7 separate regions of the Mus musculus genome follow, and all the other regions are linked to region 2. Evidence: chromatin contacts called from public ChIA-PET, Hi-C, HiChIP or PLAC-seq and promoter capture Hi-C data. All regions are on one chromosome and are shown on one strand. Each heading gives the region's core, a stretch centred on a gene start, on an enhancer-like site or on the middle of the called end of the contact. The rest is flanking DNA. Distances are from core to core; before and after follow the strand shown. Region 1 holds the start of Npepps (aminopeptidase puromycin sensitive). Region 2 holds the start of Rpl19 (ribosomal protein L19). Region 3 holds the start of Rara (retinoic acid receptor, alpha). Region 4 holds the start of Zpbp2 (zona pellucida binding protein 2). Region 5 holds the start of Csf3 (colony stimulating factor 3 (granulocyte)). Region 6 holds the start of Lrrc3c (leucine rich repeat containing 3C). Region 7 holds the start of Mrpl45 (mitochondrial ribosomal protein L45).

The links. Promoter capture Hi-C pulls out the DNA fragments that hold promoters and counts their contacts. Hi-C and Micro-C count contacts between places; a contact is called where the count stands out from the background. ChIA-PET counts read pairs in DNA pulled down with a chosen protein or histone mark. HiChIP or PLAC-seq counts read pairs in DNA pulled down with a chosen protein or histone mark.
Region 1: a contact with region 2 is called in an H3K27ac HiChIP or PLAC-seq map of regulatory T cell precursor, with 6 times the contacts expected there. The contact joins the promoter of Npepps here to the promoter of Rpl19 in region 2. A contact is called at or near these places in 3 of 115 datasets of contacts at active chromatin or transcription factors (embryonic stem cells, pancreatic cancer cells and regulatory T cell precursor).
Region 3: a contact with region 2 is called in an RNA polymerase II ChIA-PET map of memory CD8 T cells, with 7 read pairs. The contact joins the promoter of Rara here to the promoter of Rpl19 in region 2. A contact is called at or near these places in 1 of 39 promoter capture datasets (pre-B cells) and 2 of 115 datasets of contacts at active chromatin or transcription factors (memory CD8 T cells and pancreatic cancer cells).
Region 4: a contact with region 2 is called in a Hi-C map of CD8 T cells, with 2.8 times the contacts expected there. The contact joins the promoter of Zpbp2 here to the promoter of Rpl19 in region 2. A contact is called at or near these places in 1 of 39 promoter capture datasets (pre-B cells) and 1 of 484 Hi-C or Micro-C datasets (CD8 T cells).
Region 5: a promoter capture Hi-C map of liver shows a contact between it and region 2, with 4 times the contacts expected there. The contact joins the promoter of Csf3 here to the promoter of Rpl19 in region 2. A contact is called at or near these places in 2 of 39 promoter capture datasets (liver and pre-B cells) and 1 of 115 datasets of contacts at active chromatin or transcription factors (pancreatic cancer cells).
Region 6: a contact with region 2 is called in a promoter capture Hi-C map of erythroid cells, with 8 times the contacts expected there. The contact joins the promoter of Lrrc3c here to the promoter of Rpl19 in region 2. A contact is called at or near these places in 1 of 39 promoter capture datasets (erythroid cells) and 1 of 115 datasets of contacts at active chromatin or transcription factors (large pre-B cells).
Region 7: an H3K27ac HiChIP or PLAC-seq map of stem cell-derived epiblast-like cells shows a contact between it and region 2, with 4 times the contacts expected there. The contact joins the promoter of Mrpl45 here to the promoter of Rpl19 in region 2. A contact is called at or near these places in 2 of 115 datasets of contacts at active chromatin or transcription factors (bone marrow-derived macrophages and stem cell-derived epiblast-like cells).

The regions. Positions count from the first base shown.
Region 1 is chr11:97,278,563-97,281,829 of GRCm38.p6, reverse strand. Npepps (aminopeptidase puromycin sensitive) reads left to right here and starts at 1,254. Exons shown (of 23, transcript NM_008942.3): 1 at 1,254-1,629. The coding sequence starts at 1,372. It overlaps Gm11592 (a long non-coding RNA gene), which reads right to left and starts at 1,136. Exons shown (of 3, transcript XR_001780313.2): 1 at 689-1,136.
Region 2 is chr11:98,025,555-98,028,810 of GRCm38.p6, reverse strand. Rpl19 (ribosomal protein L19) reads right to left here and starts at 1,887. Exons shown (of 6, transcript NM_009078.2): 1 at 1,821-1,887; 2 at 882-988; 3 at 343-465. The coding sequence starts at 1,825.
Region 3 is chr11:98,936,309-98,939,293 of GRCm38.p6, reverse strand. Rara (retinoic acid receptor, alpha) reads right to left here and starts at 1,598. Exons shown (of 9, transcript NM_009024.2): 1 at 1,415-1,598. It overlaps Gm46294, which reads left to right. Exons shown (of 3, transcript XR_003949771.1): 2 at 1,092-1,370; 3 at 1,753-2,031.
Region 4 is chr11:98,549,488-98,552,502 of GRCm38.p6, reverse strand. Zpbp2 (zona pellucida binding protein 2) reads right to left here and starts at 1,406. Exons shown (of 8, transcript NM_027061.2): 1 at 1,181-1,406; 2 at 995-1,060; 3 at 1-45. The coding sequence starts at 1,229.
Region 5 is chr11:98,699,986-98,702,936 of GRCm38.p6, reverse strand. Csf3 (colony stimulating factor 3 (granulocyte)) reads right to left here and starts at 1,624. Exons shown (of 5, transcript NM_009971.1): 1 at 1,518-1,624; 2 at 1,261-1,433; 3 at 804-911; 4 at 411-557; 5 at 1-135. The coding sequence starts at 1,557. It overlaps Gm38985 (a long non-coding RNA gene), which reads left to right and starts at 1,427. Exons shown (of 3, transcript XR_001780319.2): 1 at 1,427-1,500; 2 at 1,839-2,524.
Region 6 is chr11:98,596,618-98,599,706 of GRCm38.p6, reverse strand. It overlaps Lrrc3c (leucine rich repeat containing 3C), which reads right to left and starts at 1,416. Exons shown (of 2, transcript NM_001195544.1): 1 at 1,337-1,416; 2 at 121-942. The coding sequence starts at 888. The coding sequence ends at 121.
Region 7 is chr11:97,314,325-97,317,149 of GRCm38.p6, reverse strand. Mrpl45 (mitochondrial ribosomal protein L45) reads right to left here and starts at 1,434. Exons shown (of 8, transcript NM_025927.4): 1 at 1,211-1,434; 2 at 226-403. The coding sequence starts at 1,276.

The sequences.
Region 1 (3,267 bases), core at 5-2,504, 750 kb after region 2:
CACGTAGGATTTTTGGAGGAAAGCAGGGCAGGTTGAGGATCCACAACTGTGCTGCCCAATACAGTAGGCATTAGCCATGTGTTGCCCTGGCTGTCCTAGAACTCACTCTGTAGTGAAGGCTGGCCTCAAACTCAGAGAGATCTGCCTGCCTCTGCCTCCAGAAGCCAGTACCACCACTGCCAGGCACCTCATTAGCATCTTTAAAATGCATTACATGATGAAATTATAATCTGAATATATTGGGCTAGGGAGATGAGGTGCAATAACTTCTGTTGTTTTAATTCTATCTAGTGGCTCACAGTGTCATGTCTGTAGGACAGTGCTTGTTTAGTTTTGACTCTACCTTACAAGTTTCTATAAAAGAAATACGCTTTTAGGAATATTTTTGCCTTGATTTAAACATAGGTCTTAGAGATAACTACAGAATGGAGGGAGCCACAGTTAGGATACTTTTACAGAAGTCACAACTGGTAAAGGGTCTTTTCAGTTAAAAAAGCAGAAACAAAAACAAGGGGCGTGGGGGTGTGGCTCAGTGGCATGGCGCTTGCCCAGCCTGTGTAGAGGCTTTGAGTTCAAAGCCTAGCACCACAGGAAGGGAAAAATCCGGAAACAGACAGTTGATCATTATTATCATCTGTGTTTTCTTAATCAAAATCTTACTGTGTGCCCAGACCATTCTGGAACTCACTCTGTAGTCCAGGCTGGCCCATGATGATCGTCCTGCCTCAGCCTCCGTGCCCAGCAATGAAGCATCTTGTTTTAAATATGAAATCGTGGGATCCTGTATTTCTAGTCTTTGAAACCACTCTCCTAAAAGGTCTAGATTTCACTGGTTGGAGCGACCTTGAATAACTAAGTGTTTCCTCGGAAAACTGTTTTCAGATCATCCCTTCAACTGGCTATTTCCTAGGGAAAAAAAAAAGCCTCAGGTCGGGCTCACACCGCTGAGGTGGAATGGCTCTTTCCACGCGTCCCCTACCCCCCCGCGCTGACTTGACCGCTGCGTAGGCTTCCATTTTCCACAGAGCTCCTCCATGCCCTTCGTGGCTCTTTCCTGCCACCGGCCGACGACAGGTGCAGCGCCAAGCGCCTCCTCTCGCCTTCCCCGTTCGCCGACCGCGGCCTCGCCGCCCCGCCCCGCCCTCGGCGCGCGCCCTCAGCGGGGTCGCGCCCGCCCCGCGGGGTCGCGCACGCAGCCGCCGCCGCCTCCCTCCCCGCCCTCCTCCCCTGCCCTCCCCTCCGCCCCCTTCCCCGTAGGCAGCCCGCCCGCACCGCCGCCCGCCCGCCCGCCCGGCCCAGGCACCCGCTGGGTCTGTCCCCCGCCCCAGCCTCCCCGGCGGCTCTCGGCAGGCGGTCGCCCGCGCCCGGTGAATGTGGCTGGCAGCCGCCGTCCCCTCCCTCGCTCGCCGCCTGCTCCTCCTCGGCCCTCCGCCTCCTCCCCTCCTTCTCCTCCTCAGCCGCTCCTCTCGCCGCCGCCGCCGCCTCCACAGCCTGGGCCTCGCCGCGATGCCGGAGAAGCGGCCCTTCGAGCGGCTGCCCGCCGAGGTGTCGCCCATCAACTACAGCCTCTGCCTCAAGCCCGATTTGCTGGACTTCACCTTCGAGGGCAAGCTGGAGGCCGCCGCCCAGGTACTGCGACCCTCGGGCGCCGGGGGGCGAGCAGCGGGCGGGCGGGCGAGCAGTTAGGCCGCGCCCGCGGGCTGGGTTGGAGGCCGGGGCGGGTTGGGCGCGTGGGCCGCGGGACCGAGCGGGAGGCGGGTGCGGCGCGCCCCTCGAGCCGGCCGGCCGGGCGGGGACCGCGCTGCGGGAGTCTGCGGGCGGTGCGCCCCTCGGGGGGCCAGCACACCTGTGTGCAGCGCCCCTGGTCCCCGCCTTCCGGGCCCCGAGCTCCGGGAGAGGCTGGGTGGGGGCTGGGGAACTAGAAGGGGCTAGGACTGCCTGCTCGGTGGCACCCCTGCGGACTGCGTTCTTTCCTGGTCGTCCCTTTACTCCGCCGGGGATAGGTTGGAAGGGGCGGTCATCAGGCACTTGAGAGCGAGGAGGGGCGAGTCTAGAAGGTTGGGGGCAGGGGGGAGTGGAGCGAGAATGTTAATCCCAGGCAGCCTCACCGAGTTCTCCCGGCCTGATCCTGCCCAGGGGCCGGGTTTCCAGGATGATCCGCCCCCTCCCCCTTCCCCTCAAATGACAGTGCAGCAGTGACTTTGTTCTCCCCTAACCTCCAGAGAAGCCGCGGAGGACCCTAGCTCCTCTTCTCCTATCCGCCTTGCTCTCGCAACCTGTGAAGCTGGTGGATTTATTGCTTCAGTGGCGGTTGCTTAGCAGTCCCCTCTTCTGAAAGAAAGCTCTCAGTCTTAGCCTGCCACTGGTGAAAATATTCCATTACTCTTCTTTGCAGTTTTTTTGGTGAATCATACGCTCCTCCCTCCTCCCCGAAGCATTATCTGGCAGTATTGTTTGATTTCGGAGACCATCCATATAGATGGCTCACAGAGGTCTCAAACGGTTACGATAAATAACCATGGGTATGATGTGTTACGTGAGATCGGAAATGAAAATTGGGAGCTGTTTGATAGCTATCTGTGACAGGAGTGGTGGAAATAGAATTGGTTCCGTTTCTTTTCCTACCCCAGCTAGGGGTTGGGGAACACGAGTGGTGGAGGAAGCCAGGCCAGTAGGCCTCAACCAAAAAGATGAGGGAGGGTGTGTGTTGCAATGAAATGAGAGAAACGTAGACTAGAATTTGAGTGATTTGAAAGCCGAGAAAGTATGATACTCGAGTTTGAAAATCTGTGTAAAAGTACAGAACTTAAAAGTATGCTTTTAGATTTGGAACATTGGCTTTGCCAGCCTTAGATGCTGGCAGCATCACTGTCCACAGCAGAGTGCCTTGTGACCTTTGGAGAAAGGGCCTACACTTGGGATGAGTTTGAATTATGAGAAAACACTAACTTTAAGGAAGCTGGCCCGAGTTAATAAATCTGGAAGGTGTGCGCACTGAGTGAAGACATTGAGGAAAAAGCAGTACAGATTTGCTTACAGGTTATTGAGGTTTATGGACATGTTAGAACAACAAGCAGCAACATGTTCCCCCGCCCCGCCCCCCCTCTAAAAGTGTGTTTGTGTGTGAGTGGGTGGGGGTGCGTGGGAGCTATGGTATGTATACTCTCTGTCTCTTACCCTTTCACTATGGGATCTCGGGTTCTAACTCAGGCTGCTTAGTTTCCATAGTAATCACGTTTACCTCTTCCTACTTCTCTGAAGAGCTGG
Region 2 (3,256 bases), core at 638-3,137:
TTCAAGGCCAGCCTGGTCTACAGAGTGAGTTCCAGCACAGCCAGGGCTACAGAGAAACCCTGTCTTGAAAAAAAACAAAAAACAAAAAACACCCAGTAGAATCCCCAGCATAAGCAGAATGTAGGGACTTAATGCTGACATCTTTTCCCACCAACAAACTCAGCACTAGTGCCAACTTGTATCCATGCAAAAGAAGATAGTTACCACCCAGCAACTGCACAAGATGGGAGAAAAAATATCACCAGTGTGAATGTAGAGCCGGACCGGTCTTAAGCTTGCTGACAAGTGCTCTACCCAGTGTACCCATCTAAGAGGCAGAGTGAAAGGCTAGACCATTCTCACCTATGCCCATATGCCTGCCCTTCCGTCGGGCCAGGGTGTTTTTCCGGCAACGAGCCCGGGAATGGACAGTCACAGGCTTGCGGATGATCAGCCCATCCTTGATCAGCTTCCTGATCTGCTGACCTGGGAAGGCACAACACACCCGTTAGTAAAGTGCCAGCCACAAAAGTCAAGCTCTTACCCTTGACCCAACATCCTGAAAAGGAGATGAAATCCTGGAATACTTATTTTAAAAAGAACATTTACCTCGTAAATATTTCATAGCATATTGGTGTATCTGAAATGCAGTTTAACAAAGTACTTGGTCTGATACTAACAAGGCTTGCTTCTGTCTTGAAACCTCATCCAACATCCTCCAGTCTTTAAATATCAAAAACTTCCACGGGACATAAAATACTCACTTTACTCATAAATTATTAATGTAACACGAGATGGTTGCACCCTATAAACTATTTCTATATACAATGATATATGTATAAGACATACATACTTATCTCCTTATAGGTAGATAGTGAGTGAGGGTGACAGATCATACTCACGGGAGTTGGCATTGGCGATTTCATTGGTCTCATTGGGATCCAACCAGACCTTCTTTTTCCCGCAGCGGAGGACACTAGAGGCAAGCCTCTTCTGTAGCCTGAGCATACTGGGTACACAGAAAGCACTAGTAAGCCCTGGAAGCGACATCTGAACAACAACAAACACTCCAAGCAAAATCTTCCCTCTAAAATATACACCAGTATGCATACATTTCTATTAAGGGCAAACACACCCCCTAGACCTAAAATTTTTGCCACCCCTTCCTGTCCTCTAATAACTATTTCCAAAGCAAGGCCTTAAATCCAAACCAAGAAAGACCTGGGCAATGAACGTGGCCAAAGTGGCCAGCCATTTGAGATCTGGGGTGGGGGGAAGGGGTGCTTAAGCTCTTCCGGGTACTTGGCTCGGTGAAGACTTTAATGTTAAGGATCAGACACGAATTGATCAGACTCGACTGTGACGCAGCCTGTTTACCCAGAACAGGCGAGGCTCTTTGCTTTCTGGGCTCTTTTTCACGTTAATAAACCTCGTCCAGCCGTTCGGGCGGAAGCCGACCCGGCACCTCATCCTCCGCACTCGGAGGCCTGGCCTTGCCCGAGACTTGTCCCACGTTACATGGTAGGGGTCTGTTGGGCTCCGGCGAGCCGAGGAGCCACTCAGGGCCCTGTCGCCGCTGCTCTCCCCGCGCCCTGCCTCACAACGCGTGACAGGCAGAGAGCGGCGCCCGCGGGAGATCTTCGGGCCTCGGCGTCCCGCGTTCCACCCTCCCTAGGCCCAGGCCGTGCGCGCTCTCCGCGCTCCGGGTGCGGCCGCACCACGCTCGCCTCCCCTCTCCCCTCTGCCATCCGGGGTCCCGGCCCCGATCCCTGCCAAGCCTTGCCGGCCCCGTCGGCCCCGTCGACCTCATCGGCCAAGAACCGAGAGCCGGGCCCGCTCACCTCATGGCTGCGGCCGCAGCAGCGAAAGGAAAGAGCTTGTGGGCCGCAGGCTCCGCCCATTATCTGCGAAGGGGAGAGCCCAAGCCCCACTCCATGATTGTCTGTATTTACGCTACGCTATTTCACCTTATTTCATCTCACACTAATTTGTTTTCTTCCTAAAAAATCGTGATCCTAGATACTGGAGATCGAGAATCAGTTTTAAACTGTAAAACACAAAAGACCTACCCCTTTCGTCGGGCAAAATGGTTCAGTCCGACTCCGCGGCGCACATGCGCAGTGAGGGCGTTTGGTCACGTGGTCCTCTGGGTAGCCGGAAGTCACGCTAAGTCGCGCAGGCGGCGTGAGGAGGGTTTGGCCTGGACGGCCTGGTCTTCGCGGAGGGCTAGCGGTCTGTGAAAGGTTTCTAGATTAGCTGGGAGAAAAGGAGCGAAGGGAGTGTTAGAGAATAAGGACGGCGGAGAGCCAGCGGACACTACCCCGCTTTCGCTCCCAGAGAGTAGTAGCTCGCGCGCAGGCAAAAACCAAGAGATTTTTCTCAGTGCCCCCGCAGATCCCTATCTCTGGATGCTTCCATTTCAATCTCCATTGTAGTCTGAACCTAAGCCTCGTATTTCTGTCATCCACTTGTGAAAATCATATGCATCTACTATTACAAAAAAGGCGTTAGCACAAGCAAGCGGAACCAATCTCGTTTGGCTCAATCTGCACTGTAGCAAGTCCGTGTGAGGAGACCCTACATTGACTAAACGAAGGGTTGTCAGAACAAAAAAGGACGAATGGCTTTGGAGACCTCTGACTGAAAACCCAAAGAGAATGTTCTGGGGGCCAAAAGTTCAAATATCTGGAGCTCCGGAGCGGAGCAGCTGGCTTACTCCCTTAATCCTGTCAGGAAATGATATGGACCCAAATTTAAGGTGGTCCAGGCAATCTGGGCTACAGAATAAGACCCCAGTACTTGGGAGGCAGAAGGATCAGAATTTCAAGGCCACCCTTAGCGACATATGGAGTTCAAGGCCAGCCCGGATATTGGGAGCCCCGATTAAAAAACAAACCCAAAAACCAGGGAGTGGGACTAGAGATGGCACAGGCTTGTGCGTTTGCAATGGATTGCAGTTGGATTCCCAACATCCATATCTGCCTGTAAACATTCAGAACTGTCAGTAACTCCTTGCTACCTGGTGCCCTGTGCCAGTCTCATGCGCTGGCACAGTGAGGTAGAGCAGATATGATGGCATGCATGGATATGCACATAAATAAAAATAACCCTGTTTTTTAAAAGTCCTAGACCCAAGCTGGGTATTGTAGTATGTACCAGCACTCAGGAGGCAAAGGCAGGTGGATCTCTGTGAGTTTGAGAACAGCCTGGTCTAGATCAGGGTTCTGGTCCTCTTGCTTACTTGAATCAAGAGTCTTTCTTTTTCTCTGCTTGTTTT
Region 3 (2,985 bases), core at 349-2,848, 910 kb before region 2:
CCCCCCTATTCCTCAGGAGAAAGAGCTACATAGATAACTCCAGAACCTCTTCTTGCTCCCTCCCCCTACTCATCTCCACCCCTCCAGGGGAAGCCCCAAGGCTCCAGGCCACCCCCACTCGAATCTGGGCCTTCCGTGCTTCATCTCCATACAAAGCCCTGGAGGAGTAAGAGGAGTTTGGGGGTCTGAACCCTAATTTCCTCACAGGACATCAGAGTCCTTACTGGATAATATCCTCCCCCGCCACTCCCCCACTCGCGTGCCCCAAGTTTTGCCTTGTGAAGATAAAAGATGACAAATCTGAGTCCCATCCCCGGGCTGATGGGGTGATCAAGGGCAGAACTGAGAGCAAAGGGTAGCAATTCTGTTGGAAAACATCCACACATACATGTGCACACGGTCCACAGGTAGAAGGTAGCCATCTGGCTGCAACATCGGGAGCTGGCATCAGGTAAGGAGCAAGGGGTACCATCCCTTCCATGCCAGCATGCTGGGCATCCTATCCAAGACGGGATGAATAGTGGAGGGGCAGGGCAAGAAACTTCCCAAGACTCAGTTTGTTGTTGTTGTTGTTGCTTTTTAAATTATTTCCATATGAGCTAGCCCCCACCCCCAGCCTTGCACACTGGGGAATCTGTCCCCCTTTCCCACGAACAGTAAGACAGCAGGGCAGTGCCCAGAGAGAAAAGGAGACACAGTTAAACTGATCTGCCAACCACCCCTCAACATACACACATCTGGCTAGCAGCTTCCAAGCCTCGTGGGTGGCACTAAATCCCAGACATCCTCAGCGAAGCAAGGTCGGCCAGTCTATTCTGTCCTTCCCTCACCCCAAAAGGCTTCCACAAGCCCCAAGTAACACAAAACTCAGGCGCGTCTCACCCAACTGCTCTGGCTCCCGCACCCAATTCTGACGGCTCCCCCACACTCCAACCGAGACACCAGCTGAGCGGGCCCCGCCCCCCCAGCCAGTTCCCTCTGGTGGGGGTGGGCCCCTGGCTGATTCTCCCCAAACCACAGGGCGGCTCAGGTAACAGGAGAAAGAGTAGGAGGGGGCTAGTCCGTTGGGCATCTGATCTCTCCCCAAACAGGTTTCAAGAAGTCTTTTTGTTTGGTTTGGGTTTGAAGAGAAAAGAGAGTTCCCAGCAGTAGATCCGCCACGACTGGAGCGCCGAGGACACGCGCGGCAGGCGGCCGCAGAAGCCTCAAGGCTGTGCGCGCGAAGACGCGGCGCAGACGGGGCTCCCCAACCCCGGACACGCCAGCGGCAGGCTGGGAAGTCCAGGAAACCCCAGGTCCCCGTCGAAACTGCCGGGCACCCAGTCCCCGCCCGCAGTTCCCATCCAGAGTGGGCCACCGGGCCCCGAAGTGTGAGAGAATCGAGGGTTCCCCAGGGTTCCAGGGGAGAGGTTACCTCGAAGCGAGGGGATGCAACCCGTCTGCGTGTCTGCGGGCACAGGGTCTGCCCCAAGCAGGCGCCGCGGCGCTGCCCGGCGTCAGGGGTGTGGGGTCCTCCGAGAGGAGCCGTCCGGGGGGCCGCAGCTCAGGGGCGCGGGGCGACGGCAGCGGCCATGGCGAGTCACGTGCAGAGGCTGAAACTTTACCCGGAGCCCTAGACTGGGGGGGGCGGAGGGTATGGAGCTGGGGTGGGAGGGAGGCCCCCCTGCCGCAGGCCCGCCCCTGCATGCCACGGGCCAATCACTAACCGGGGGCGGGTCCTCATGCTCACACCCGCCCCTCTCTCCTTAATAGACCCAGGGAAGGGCGAGTCTTAAAGGAGACGCTTCCAGCTAGTGGCCGGACCGTGGGAATCTGGGAGAATCCCTCCCTCAACACGCCAGAAAGAGATTCGGGGTGTGTGTGTGTGGGGGGGGGGGCGGTGTGAAGTTCAGAGAAAAGAATAAATTACGACTCGGCGGTGAACGAACCTCAGGGTGCGGGATCCTACACACACTCCCTTTCCCCACCCCCCACCCCGCTACACGCCCACACTCACAGAGACACACACACATCACACACACCTACCAAACCTGGGAAGAAAGGAGGTGGTGTAATATGGAGAACGCACTGACTCCTGCCCCAGCTGTCAAGTCTCTGTCTCTCCTAATCACAATCCTCCGGGGCCAGCTGAAACTGAAAGCTATCTGACCTTGAGCAAAACACTTGGCTCCTCTGGACCTTAGTATTTCTCATCTGTAAAGCCGAAGTACAAAGGGAAGACCGTCTTCTCCATAGAACATCCTTCTTTCCCAAACACCTCTCCGGCTTGAGTAGGTTAGAGGAAATTTCTAGCTCAACTGAATCCCTTCGAGTAGCTAGAAATATGGTCACCCCAAGCCAGCTCTTTGGACGGCCTGGAGTCGCTCTCCATTCTAGAAGACCCACTTGAGGGCCGAGGGCAGTTCATACATGTTCCAGGAGGACAGGATCTGAACCACACTCCATCTCCAGACCTCAATTCCCAACTGTCACAAGCCCCCTCCGGGCCAGCCGGAGGTTAAGGTTTCCACCTCTAACACTGCACTGGAGGAGGGTGAGTCCACTATGCAGTGCCTACCTCACCCGAGTTCCCGGGCAGAGAAGTGGCAACTGCCCCCCACAGGACATCCCACTGGCAAGGGAAGTGCCACACACCCAGGCCTCCACCCTGGGGACGCTCAGTCTAATCCGATGTCCGGATTTTCAGACTAAGAACAGGAGGTCCGAGGCCCATATGGGATTTTGTCCACGGTTGCATGGGTGTCTGAACCGGGCCTAGAACTAGAATATCTGCTTGTCTCTCTGTGGCTTTGCTCTGGCGGCCTTGGAAGGTAGGTAGCACAGCTCAGGTCCGTGGGACACTCTGTCCAGAGGTCGGACGCAAGGGAAAACTCCGCAAAGCGGTGCAGCGCTTCCCCAGACCCTTGCCGCCCCGCTGGGCTAGCGCAGTCTCCCGCTCCCGTCTGGATTTCCGCCGGGGCGAACCACCCGCCCAGCCCCTCTCTT
Region 4 (3,015 bases), core at 157-2,656, 520 kb before region 2:
AAATAAGGACAGGACTAGCCTGATGTAACTTTACATATATTTTTACTGTGACAAAATAAAATTCTGCGTAATTACATTATACAGAGAAATAAAGACACACACACTCCTAGACAATGATACCAGTTAGTTCTTTCAGGATTTCAGTACTTAAAAAGTCTTCGTAACGTGTCCAATGCTAGTTGTCATTTAGAATGAAGTCTTTGCTGCTTCCCCATAGTAAACCTTTAAACTGTACTTTGTCGGTAATATTTTTATTTTGTGACAGTCTAGAAAAATGAAGATCAAGTTCCTTTTAACGTACACATTAATAAATAGCTCCAATAAGGAGCTATGGAATCAATGTTACAGGATGTTAGCTTGACTGACAAACTATTTCAAAACTGAAAACTTGGTATTTCGCGTAAGCTTCCTGTTGTCTTGTGCAGTGTTTACTAGAAAGGTGTACAACAGTGACTCAACTGGATAGATAGTACCTAGTCTCACAAGGTACTTTTTAAGGTCCAATCATTGCCAGGATCAGAATCTCTAAAGTCTATTGTTCAGTTTGGCAGTGTAATGGTGGTGTTGGGAAGAGAAAGGCCTTAAATGTGGAATTGTTCTAGACGGAGTGCAGTGTTATTTCAAATTTGGAGTACTTTTTCCTGAATGTAGGAAAACTACAGAGAGTAGTAACACTGGAGCTGATGTTTGATGCATGAATAGGGCTGGTTAATACAAGAGGGAGAGAAGAGCCTTCCAGAGGGGCGTCCACTCTGCTAAGTGCCTTCACCCATTACAAAGCAGAAGTATTTGAAAGAGAGACGTGGTATCAGAGCGGCAGATCTGTGGTGAACACTGGAATAGAAGACTAGCTTTGAGGGCAATGATGCAAACTTCCCGAACTGCAGAGCACAGACGCCCTCCTGCCTAGCTCCCTTTTCCCTGCCTGAAGAACCTAAGAGGATGCATCCCCAGCTCTTGGGACAAGCCTTGCGTGAGAAGAGGCACGTATTACCTGGGTGCCCTACCGTGCCGTAAACAAAGCCTTTGATATTGAATAAGGAAGAACGTTGCGATCCAACTGCGGAGGAGAGAACACCTCTGGCTTATTATTAGTGTTTGGAGGACACACGGTTCAGGGCGGGGCGGGGCGGAGGCGAAGAAGGAGGGACGGGGGAGGAGCCTGCGGGCCAAGCCCCACCTCCTGCGAGAGACCAGAGCACCGCGTAGAGTAGGGCCCACGCAAGCATCACGGCTCAGGCACTAGTGGCGACGGCTGGGTGCCCTCCTACCTCAGGCCAGGCCCAACGCCTCCCCATCGCTCCTCTACAGAGCGAAGCAAACCGCCAAGGGCATCTTCCCTACCGGTCCCAGGCTATCACGGGGGCGGCTGTGCCCGAGAGCGCCTGCGTGTTCCGGCTTGGCACGAGGGGCGGGGCAAGCGCTCGCAGATGGAGAGCCCCGCCTCCTGGCGCACGCGCAGTTGCGGAGCGCTGCACCCTCCGAGCCTTTCGCACCTCTCCTTGGGTCCCGTGTTCCCGCTCTCTAGCTCTAGTCGGCCTGGTGGTGTGACGAGTAAAGGAAACGAACTCAAGACTTCCTCAGACTAAAGGAACTGATGAGTGAACACAGTGGGTCCTAAGGACGGTGGCGGCGGCTCTGAGCAGCCCAAGGATGCCGTAGTTTGGCGATCAGAAGAAGGGAGATGTTTGTGAGAATTTCCTAAAAGCGAGGGCTCAGCTCTGGAACCCCGAGCTAACGTTGCTAGCGTTGCTGGATCTGTCAAAACGTCACATCCAGTTTTCACCTAGTTGCATTTTTCTGGCATACAAAACCAAGACCTTGAAGAGCCCTCTCCTCTGTGCTTCAGAAGGGTGCCCTCAGACCTTCCCACGTGGAGGAAGGTTAAACCTTTATTTTTTTCAGCTTAGAGTGTGAGATGATGTAAGGGACACCCCCTCATGCAAATTTATTCGGAAGTAACTTTGCTTTAGAGAATGGGTCCCTTCGAAAGGAAGGCGAGAGCGGGTGATCTTTTCCTCAGCTGATGTGAGATAAGTCACTCTCAGGGAGCTCCAAAATAGTCTTTCAAAGTTCTTCTGAACCCTGTGCTGGGGACCAAACCCAGGGCCTTTACTGAATTGAGTCGCTAACCCCATCATGCGTGGTCCCATCTTGACTGCTATTTTAGGTGACCTGAAAGACTTTAGGTGTTGTTTACCTCTTGGCAGTAGAGCACCGCTCTCAGTAGTGGTTTTGAGTAGGTTGGTTAGGGAGAGAGCCCAAGGTTCAGATAGGGTGCAGAATGGTTATTTGGGGTGAGATCAGGAGTTTTCAGTTTTATTTCCTTTGAGCCGAGTCAGTATTTGGACTGTCTCAGATGGTCCAGGAGCAACCTTTGTCAGTAATTTCATTTTTAGTCACTGTTAATTTTATCGATCTAGCACAAGCATGAAATGGGATTCAATGAGTCAGATCCACCCCCTGTCAGTTACTACGTCTAGACTCATGGGTTAGCCTCAACTGTTAAAAATGTGGATGGGTGTTTTGCTTGCATTTCTGTCTGTCTGTGCACCACAGGCATGCACTGCCCACAGAGGCCAAAGAGTGTGTCGCCTCTGGGACTGGAGTTAACAATGGTTGTGAGCAGCCATTTGGATGCTGGGAATCAAACGTGGGTCCTTTAGAAGAGCAGCCAGTGTTCATAACCGCAGAGACACCTCACTTCAGATTTAATCAAAACATTTTCCAAAAGTACAAAGTATTACTAACTTCTCAGTTATTGCACACGATTCTCATAAACTTATGTGTTAAATCTTAACTCTTATAGAAGAGTGTTAGAATAGTCGGGCTGGAGAGATTGCTCAGTGGTTGAGAGTTTATCTGCTTTTCCAGAGGGCTCTAGTTCCAGGATCCAGCTGGGTAGCTTACAACAACACCCTTTTAACTCAGTTCCAGGTGAGCCAGTGCCCTCTTCTGGAAACCATGGATGCCTGCATTCACGTGTATATACCCTCTCCATCCCTCCCATATATA
Region 5 (2,951 bases), core at 375-2,874, 670 kb before region 2:
GCGAGCCGTCTCCAGGAAGCCCTGCAGGTACGAAATGGCCAGGACACCTCCTGCCCGGCGCTGGAAGGCAGAAGTGAAGGCTGGCATGGCGCTCTGTGTGGGCTGCACAGTAGGGGCCACCCCTAGGTTTTCCATCTGTGGGGAGGAGATGAAGTCAGGGATCAGTCCTTCCTTGAGGTGAGGAAGTGCTGGGAAGTTGGTTAAGTTGGCCTGTGGGGCTCATTAAACGTTAACGGTAGGACCAAGACTCCAACCCAGTCTGTCTCTGGACAGAGTCTGTCTGTCTCTCAGCCTGGAGGAAGCGGGGTAGGGGGCGAGGGGTGTCTTCCCAAAAAACAGGCCTCTGAAAATATAGAGAGCTTCCAGGGTGCCCAGGTGTGCTGCCATGACCCCCTCCAGATGGTACTCACCTGCTGCCAGATGGTGGTGGCAAAGTTGGCAACATCCAGCTGAAGCAAGTCCAAGGTGGGGGCCAGGGCAGGGGAAATACCCGATAGAGCCTGCAGGAGACCTTGGTAGAGGCAGAGCCCACTGTGGAGCTGGCTTAGGCACTGTGTCTGGGGAAGATAGCAGGGTTAGGCAGTACATCTTGGGATGCTTGCTCTCTTCAGGAGCCCAAATAGTAGGATGTAGTCCTTCCTTCTCCCCCTCCTCCTCCTTCTTCCCCTCCTTCTCCTCCCCCTCCTCCCCCTCTTCTTCCTCCTCCCCCTCCTCCTCCCCCTTCTCCCCCTCCTCTCCCTCTTTCTCCTCCTCCCCCTCCTCCCCCTTCTCCTCCTGGTCCTCCTTTTTCCGAAAATACTCACCTGCTGCAGGGCCTGGCTAGAGCAGCCACTCAGGGAAGCCTTCGGGATCCCCAGAGAGTGGCCCAGCAACACCAGCTCCTCGGGGTGACACAGCTTGTAGGTGGCACACTGTAGATGGAAGGATACTGAGGGTGCTCACCTGGGCCAGGCTCTTTGTCCAGCTCAGGTCCTCCTGGCTTCTCAGCTCCCTACCTTCCTAGTGACCCTAAGGACTGTCCCATCCAGAGGTCCCACTGCTGTCTCTACTCATTCTCTTTCCTGTGCCCTTCTCCCCCCATGTTCCCTTCCTCAATGTTTCTGTCAGTATTCTGAGGGTGCCATCTAGGCTCTTGTGCACACTGGGCAAACACTGTCAACTGCTGTGTGTTCCTAGTCTGCCCTCTTCTCATTTGTGCTCCTGCCTCCCCCGCTACCCCCCCCAAGTCCTTCCCTCCACACCTATGGCAACCCCACTCACCAACTGCTCCAGCAGCACCGAGCCGCTGGCCTGGATCTTCCTCACTTGCTCCAGGGACTTAAGCAGGAAGCTTCGGGGCAGAGGCAGGGATGGTGGCAGAGCGCTGACAGTGACCAGGGGAACGGCCTCTCGTCCTGACCATAGTGCACTTTGCCACAGCAGCAGCTGCAGGGCTAGGAGCAAACAGACGGGTCTGAGGCACTTGTTATCCGGCCTCTCTCCATTCCACACCCAGGGCAGGTAACCAGGGCACTCACCCATTAGCTTCATGCGCCTCTGGGCAGAAAGTTGAGCCATGGATTCTGGGTGATCTGGGCTGCAGCTCTGGGCTCTGCCAGGGCCCAGCTCCAGGGGGCCTTTATACATAAAGCCATCAAGGCCCCGGGAGGAAATTACCTGGGGCTGGGGCAACTCAGGCTTAGTAATAACTTCCCAGGATTTATGCAAATTTGATGATAGCTCAGGACAATGCAGGGGGTTGGGGAAAAGCTGTTTGCGAAAGTTTTTGTGAAATCGGGGAATCTCTGTTCCTTCCTTGACGTCTTGTCCCCCCCTCAAACTCTCTTCCTCTCTTCCAGCCACACCCAGGCCTGAATCGCTGCAGGGTGTTGGATCTGGATCCGAGTTGTCCAACAAGGCTGGTGAAACCCTGGAGGGGATAGCAAGGAACTCAGACCCTGGGGAAGAATGGGTGCTCAGATCAAGACTGCTTCTGTCTCTCCATCCTCTGGCAGACGTGCTTGGGGAGCCCCCTCTGCCCTTCATTTGTGATTCTCAAGTCACCTATACCTGGGACAAACATCCCGAGAGAAGAAAGAACCTGTCCTCTTTTCAGACCCATAAGCTTCCTGGTGGCTGCCTCCTGCTTTTCTGGGAGCCCTCCACAGCACCCTAGGTAGGGTCTTGCTGTCTACGCCTGCCCCACATTTGGATAAAAATAAATTGGTCCAGCATTCAGGCCGTTCTGTCCCAGGCTGATTAGCTGGGAACTCCCCAATACCCCCCATTATGACTCATTTCTTTAAGCCCCTGGATCCTGGCAGAGAGGCCAGAGGAAACCGGATGTCTGTCTTGAATGAATCAAGACCCTCTGGGGCTCCTGGCTCACCTGACCTTGCCTTTCTGCTTCCCTTGGCACATTACCTCGATGTCGTGGAGTCTGGGGCATCTGGAGGGCGTCGGAGGCTGGGTCATGGAGTGTCCCGACGATCTCTGCTCATTATGTAGCAGTGGTGTGAGCTGGCTTGAGTCGATGCATGCTGAGGTGAGAAAGGAGGAGCTGCATCTCCCATCCTAGAACTCTGCCCAGTGTTAGCTCTGAAAGAGACCTTGGTGATTTCACCTCTGTGAACTGGGCCAGAAAGGGAAATGCCTTGCCCAATCATGGGTAGTAGGGATGGAGGGACATCCCAGTCGCTCTCAGTCCCAACAGGGTATTACTACCTAAAAAGGAGGACGGCATTCCTTGTCTGACTGATGGCATCTCGATCTGGTACTTTCTGAACTATTTCACCCCCACCAAGGTGGGGCCAAGGAATATAGACATTTTTTGATGTTGAGGCATACCTGATGGGGTGGGGCCAACTCTGGGGCTAGGGTGCCCTCTGGTGGCCACAGATGTCATGGACATTAACTACATAGCCTCTGCTTGAGAGGACAGGCCAAGGGATTCCCATTCTGTTTGTTTATTT
Region 6 (3,089 bases), core at 167-2,666, 570 kb before region 2:
GAAAGGGTCATTCCACGCCCCTACCCCATCCCCGGCTTGAGAACAGCTGGGATAGAGGGCAGATGGGGCAGAGGAGGTGGTAGAGCAGTAGGTGAAAGGCTGGGGCATAGGGCCAAGAGCTCAGAGCACTGTGCTGAGTGTAGAGGAGTCCTCTGAGCGCACAGGCTGCGCGGGAGGAGCCCGCTTGACCGGGCGCCGCGTCTCATCTCGGTTCTGCCACACATAGCGGATCAGATAAGCCACTACCAGTGTCAGCCAGCCCCCCATGGTGACTAACAGGGCCACATCCGTGCTCCTTCGGGTCCCACCTCGTCCTGTCCCACACAGCTCTTCCTCCCTGGTGAGCAGAAGGAACTCGTGTCCCACGAGATCTGGTCGGGCTTCTGGACCACACACAATGCCTGTCCCGGAGCCTGGAGCCAACCTGACGTGCCTGAGCACTTCCTGTAGGGCACAGTCGCAGCGCCATGGGTTGGCAGACAGGTTCACTTGGATCTGCAGCCCCACGAAGGCTGCCACAGGCACAGATGCTAGCTGGTTGGCAGAGAGGTCGAGGTGGCGCAGAGTGCCCTCCAGGCCCTGGAAAGCAGCCCCTGAGAGATGAACAAGAGCGTTATGAGACAGGTCTAGTTCTTCCAGGGCAGGCAGGTGCTGGAAGGCACCAGCTGGCACTGATGCCAACTGGTTGGCGTCCAGGTAAAGCTTTCGGGTGTCGTTGGGGATACCGTTGGGCACGGCACTCAGACCAGCCCGGCTGCAGCGGAATGTCTGTTCCCCGGCTTCTTCTGCTACGTAGCAGCCCTGGGGCAGTGCCAGGGGGCGGGGCACAGAGCCCCCGGTGCCAATCACCAGCAGGAGGGGCAGGAGGCGAGGAGCTAGTAGGGGCATGGTCGCAGATAAACATAATCCTGGAGTGGAGGAGAAGCTGGGGAATAGACGAACCTACGACAGAAGAGCAAAGTTAGAATTCTACGTCCCACTGAAACTCGCTCCTGCTAGAGTCCCTCAGTGGACCCTCTCTGGACCCAAGCCTGTCCTTTCAGGGCTCTCTTAGCCCAAGGTCCATTGGTCTGTCCGACCGTCCCTCTGTCTGTCTCTGTCTCTGTCTCTGTCTCTGTCTCTGTCTCTGTCTCTGTCTCTCTCTCTTCAACAGGACCCCGGGGGAAGGAATCCCTTAGACTTGGAACGTTTGGGTTCTATTGATTCTAGATTAATCTGTGAGGTCCTTCTGTCCCTTTGCCCTGCTGAAATGGGCCCAAGGGGCCTGTCCAAGCTATTTCTTCTGCTTGAATCTTCATTTCCTTCGTTGAAATAAACATTTTTGTCCTCTAAGTACCTGTATGACTGCCAAGGGAGGCCAGGTAAACACCAGGGAGGCGGCCTGGCTGGCACTCGTGTCACAAGAGTGACATATTAGCGATAGATCCCAGGTTGTTCAGAATATACAAGTAGGTAGCGGGTGCCTCTGGCGCCGCCTTCTGTGCACATCAACTCCCCCTTTTCTGAAAGCATCTACCCCATCCTGCTTCAGCTCCTGGATTAGCTCACCTTCCCACCTCTCTCCCTTCTCCTTCCTGCCTCTCACCCTGGTTGGTGGCAGAGTCCTCTCCTGTGCTCCTGCCTTTTTTCCGGAAGTAGTCCCCCTGCCAGTGGGCTCTGGAGACCCGTTTCTTCCTTCAGAAGTCCTGTTTGCTTCAGCAGCTGAAAGCTGTGACCTGGGGCCCAAGAGTGTAGAGTTTCCTGGCATATGACTCTAGGCCCCAGGTGTCAGATACCTGAGCCATGGCCTGGCCAGGCAATGCCAAGAGAGAGCAGATCCCAGACCCTGATGTTCGGGAGACAGGTCTGGATTCCATTTCCTGCCCCAGGCTTTCCTCTCATAACTTAGCAGTTGCTATCTCCTATCAGCTGCGAGAATGGCCTCCCAGAACCTCCTTTTCTTGCCCAGAGCCTGGCTGGCCAAAAGGATGGTGGTTTGGTTGCCCTGGGTGCAGAATCCTACGATTCCCTCTCAGCAACTTGCAGCACAAGCCCCCTCCCGCTATTTTTTTTTTTTTTTTTTTTTTTTTTTTTTTTTTTTTTGTTCTCTGTAGGTCCCTGGTACCGACCCGGTCTTTTCCTCATCTTCAGAGGATGCCCCTGAATCTTCACAGGGCCAACCCTTCTGACCACCAGGAGGCGCTGTGGTTTAGTCTCAGTTTGCTGTTGTAGATGGTCGCTCTAGGAGTTGAAAGCTCTTTAAGTCTGATGTGGTGAATTGTTTTCCTGCCAACTTTTCAGTACTGAACTAGAGGCCAACCCAGATGTTCTTGGGCTCCCAGGATGGCAATTTGAATCCTTCTTCAAGCCTGAGACTGCGATGACTTATTCAAGGACCCTTCATCCTAACGATTGTTTGCAGGGGTCCCACCATTCTTCTACATCCCTTCTCCTGATGTCCTGGGGGTGGCCGGAAGGAAGGATTTGAACTCCGGAGAGTGTTTTGTGTCTATGTCTGAGCCCTTGTGAGTGAACAGTGGCAGAATGGAGGGGCTCCGTGCAGAATGGACGTGAGCGAGCTTGTGGCAGTGAAGTCCAAAAGCTATTGTTTTCATTACATTTTCCAGAACTGTCTGACTTGACTTTATGGTTGCAACACCAACACAGGTTTTCCTGCTCCACTCACCTGCTGTGTTTTGCAGCGACAGGGGTGACCCGAAGTCATGGGTATGGATGTAGATCAGTTGTTCTCAGCCTATGGGGTCACACCAGCCTGGGGTGGGGGCGGGTCAATCGACCCTTTCACACGGGTCACCTAAGACCACTGGAGAACAGATATTTACATTGCTATTTATAACGTAACAGTAGCAAAATTACAGCCATGAAGTAGCAATGAAATTAATTTTATGGTTGGGGAGGTCATCACAACATGAGGAACTATATTAAACAGTCGTAACATTAGGAAGGTTAAGAGCCTTGTTGGGTTGTTATAATAATTTAATTAATTAGTTAATTAATGTATATGTTGATGTAGTGCCTCACTATGTAGCCCAGGCTGACCACATACTGTGTAGTCCAGGCTGGCCTTGAACTCACACTTTTGCTTTCTT
Region 7 (2,825 bases), core at 185-2,684, 710 kb after region 2:
GAGGGCATCGGATCCCATTACAGATGGTTGTGAGCCACTAATGGTAGTGAGGTTTCTGGGAATTGAACTTAGTACTTCTGGAAGAGCAGTCAGTACTCTTACCCGCTAAGTCATATCTCCAGCCCCACTTAGTGGTTAATTTATTGCTATCAATCAGAGTCTAAAGCATACACCAGACCTCTGACAATAGAGAACTGAACCAGGATCCCAGAAATAGTTCCTTACCTGTACAGGCCAAATGTATAGGGCGCTCCAACCGTTCCTGTGGAATGACCAATCCCGCTTTCCTGGCATACTCCAAAAACTCCTTCTCTGTTTTGTACTTGGGTTCAGGAGTTGGGGGTCTAAAACGGCTTTTGGTTTTAACTTGAACTACAGTTGTGGACTGAGTCACCAGAATGGGCTGGGAGATGAAAAAAAAAAGTTAGCGTATAGGTGATTTGGAAAGGATAAATCTATCTTGAGCAAACTGTTTGCAAAGTCTTATAGAAAGACATCCCATTAAAGAATGCTTCAGGAGTTATGAAATGACTATTATGGAGAAACGATATTACTTTTTGAACACCTAGGGATGGCTTTTGCCACAAGCCAATTAATAACCTGTATTCACATCAATCAACAGTAAAAACTTTCCTTTAATACATTCTGCAGTACTACTGTATACAGAGATGATTAAAGCAGAGGTCCTAGTGCCAAAGAACTTTCAGTTTAATTGTAAACCTCACTTAACCCATTTCTGAAAAGAGTGGAATGCTATTACTAAAGCATTAAACAAGATCTCCCTGGCATTTCCCCCACACTTCTGTTTTGCTTTTTCAGAAGCAAATTGCTTCTAGCTCCTAACTGACCAATAAACTTTTACGAAGTCAGGTGACCTTTTCCCTCTAGGATAAGACAAAACTCCTATCCTTTTCAAAAAAAAATTTTTTAAGAATGTAAAAGAGCTGGTTCATCTTCCAAGCCATTACTTTCCTTTTTAACATCTTCTCTCCAAAGACTAGAATTAACGTAAAGAAGCTTAATGCTCAGCCTCGTCTAGGCTGTCTAGAGAGACTTGTCTAGAGGGGATCGCATACACCTCAAATTCTTCTCCAGATGAAGTCTGACTCGTATGGTCCAAACTCAGCAACGCCCACAGCATGATTATTCCCCTCTACTCTATCCTCCTCTTTGTGTCCCTAAAAATTTCATTCGCTTCATTTCTACCCACCTGCCGAGACCACCATCCCAAAGTCCTGTATAAGGAGGACAAGCCCCGAGGTACGGGGGCCGCCATTTTGCTCGCGCAAAGGCCGCCGGGATGCTAGCCTAGCCGCAGATCACCGAGCCGGAGAAAAGGCGCAGAGGGCGGAGCGAGCTGGGGAGTGGAATTTTCCAGGGCGCGCGCCCCAGGCCGAAAGGTGAGTCGCGCGCACGCGCACGCTCTCCAGGGGAGGGGCGCGCGGGCACGCGCAGTGGGTTCGCGCGTGCGCAATGAAACCACTTTGGAAGTAGGGTAAACCGCACGGCTGTCACGCGCCAGTCGGAGACGGGGAGAGCCAGCTGCGCCTGCGCAGGAGGCTTCTGTGGGACTCTGGTTGCTGCATTCCTGGTTCCTTAACACATTGTTACACCTTATTTACAATCGGTGAAAAAAACGAAAAAGTGCTTCCCTCTGAAATCAGAAGCCTTTAAGATAAGTGTTTTCTTTCATTACAAGGAATTCACTGGAGGTATTTAGGGCGAAAATGATAGTTTCTGGGTGTGTTTCTGACCTCAAAATGCAGTATAACCTTAAACCTTTAACCAACCTAGTTTTCTATGTGAAAATTCTTTCATACCTTTCCGTTAGGGAAGCTGACCGCTGTGATTACTGAAAAGCAAAAGGCACGTGGGTTAACAAGAATCTGTCATTTCCCAAAACATATCATTTCCAAAAATACCACTTACCAAATTTGGTAATAACTGGTATTTCAAAATTGTTTACTAGGCGCCTGGCAATTTAAGCATTTTACATATATCAACTTAATCCTCACCACAAGCAATAAATATTCCTGCTTTTACATATATGGTTGGGCCAGAGATACTAAATATGTAATTCAAATTTAAACAAATAATTGGCAGAACTGAGAGTCAGGTACATAGAGTTTAACAACTCCAAAATCGCTTCACATTCAGTGGTTAAAGGAATCCCAGTGTGATAACCAGGTCATCCTGGAGCCACACAGACTATGTAACACATCCTAACCCATGTCTGCCTGGCCTCTGCTCAGTTTCTCGGCTACTGCAAGCTAATTCCCTATCAGTACCTAATATGATTTGGTTCACTCTGAGATGGATTCTTAGGTGGTCACTGTTACTTTTGATTAGCTGTTTTGGAAAATTTGAGGCATGGTGGCGCACCCCTTTAGTCCCAGCACTCGGGAGGCAGAGACAGGCAGATTTCTGAGTTCGAGGCCAGCCTGGTCTACAAAGAGAGTTCCAGGACAGCCAGGGCTACACAGAGAAAACCCTCCCTCAGAAAAATACAAACAAACAAAAACTAAAAAAGAAAATAGAAACTATAGAGATGGCTCAGGTGTTAAGAGTCCTTGCTGGGCTGGTGAGATGGCTCAGTGGGTAAGAGCACCCGACTGCTCTTCTGAAGGTCAGGAGTTCAAATCCCAGCAACCACATGGTGGCTCACAACCATCCGTAACAAGATCTGACTCCCTTTTCTGGAGTGTCTGAGGACAGCTACAGTGTACTTACATTAAATAAATAAATCTTAAAAAAAAAAAAAAAAAAGAGTCCTTGCTGCTCTGGCAGAGGACCCAAGTTCGGGTCCCAGCATCCACATGGTGACG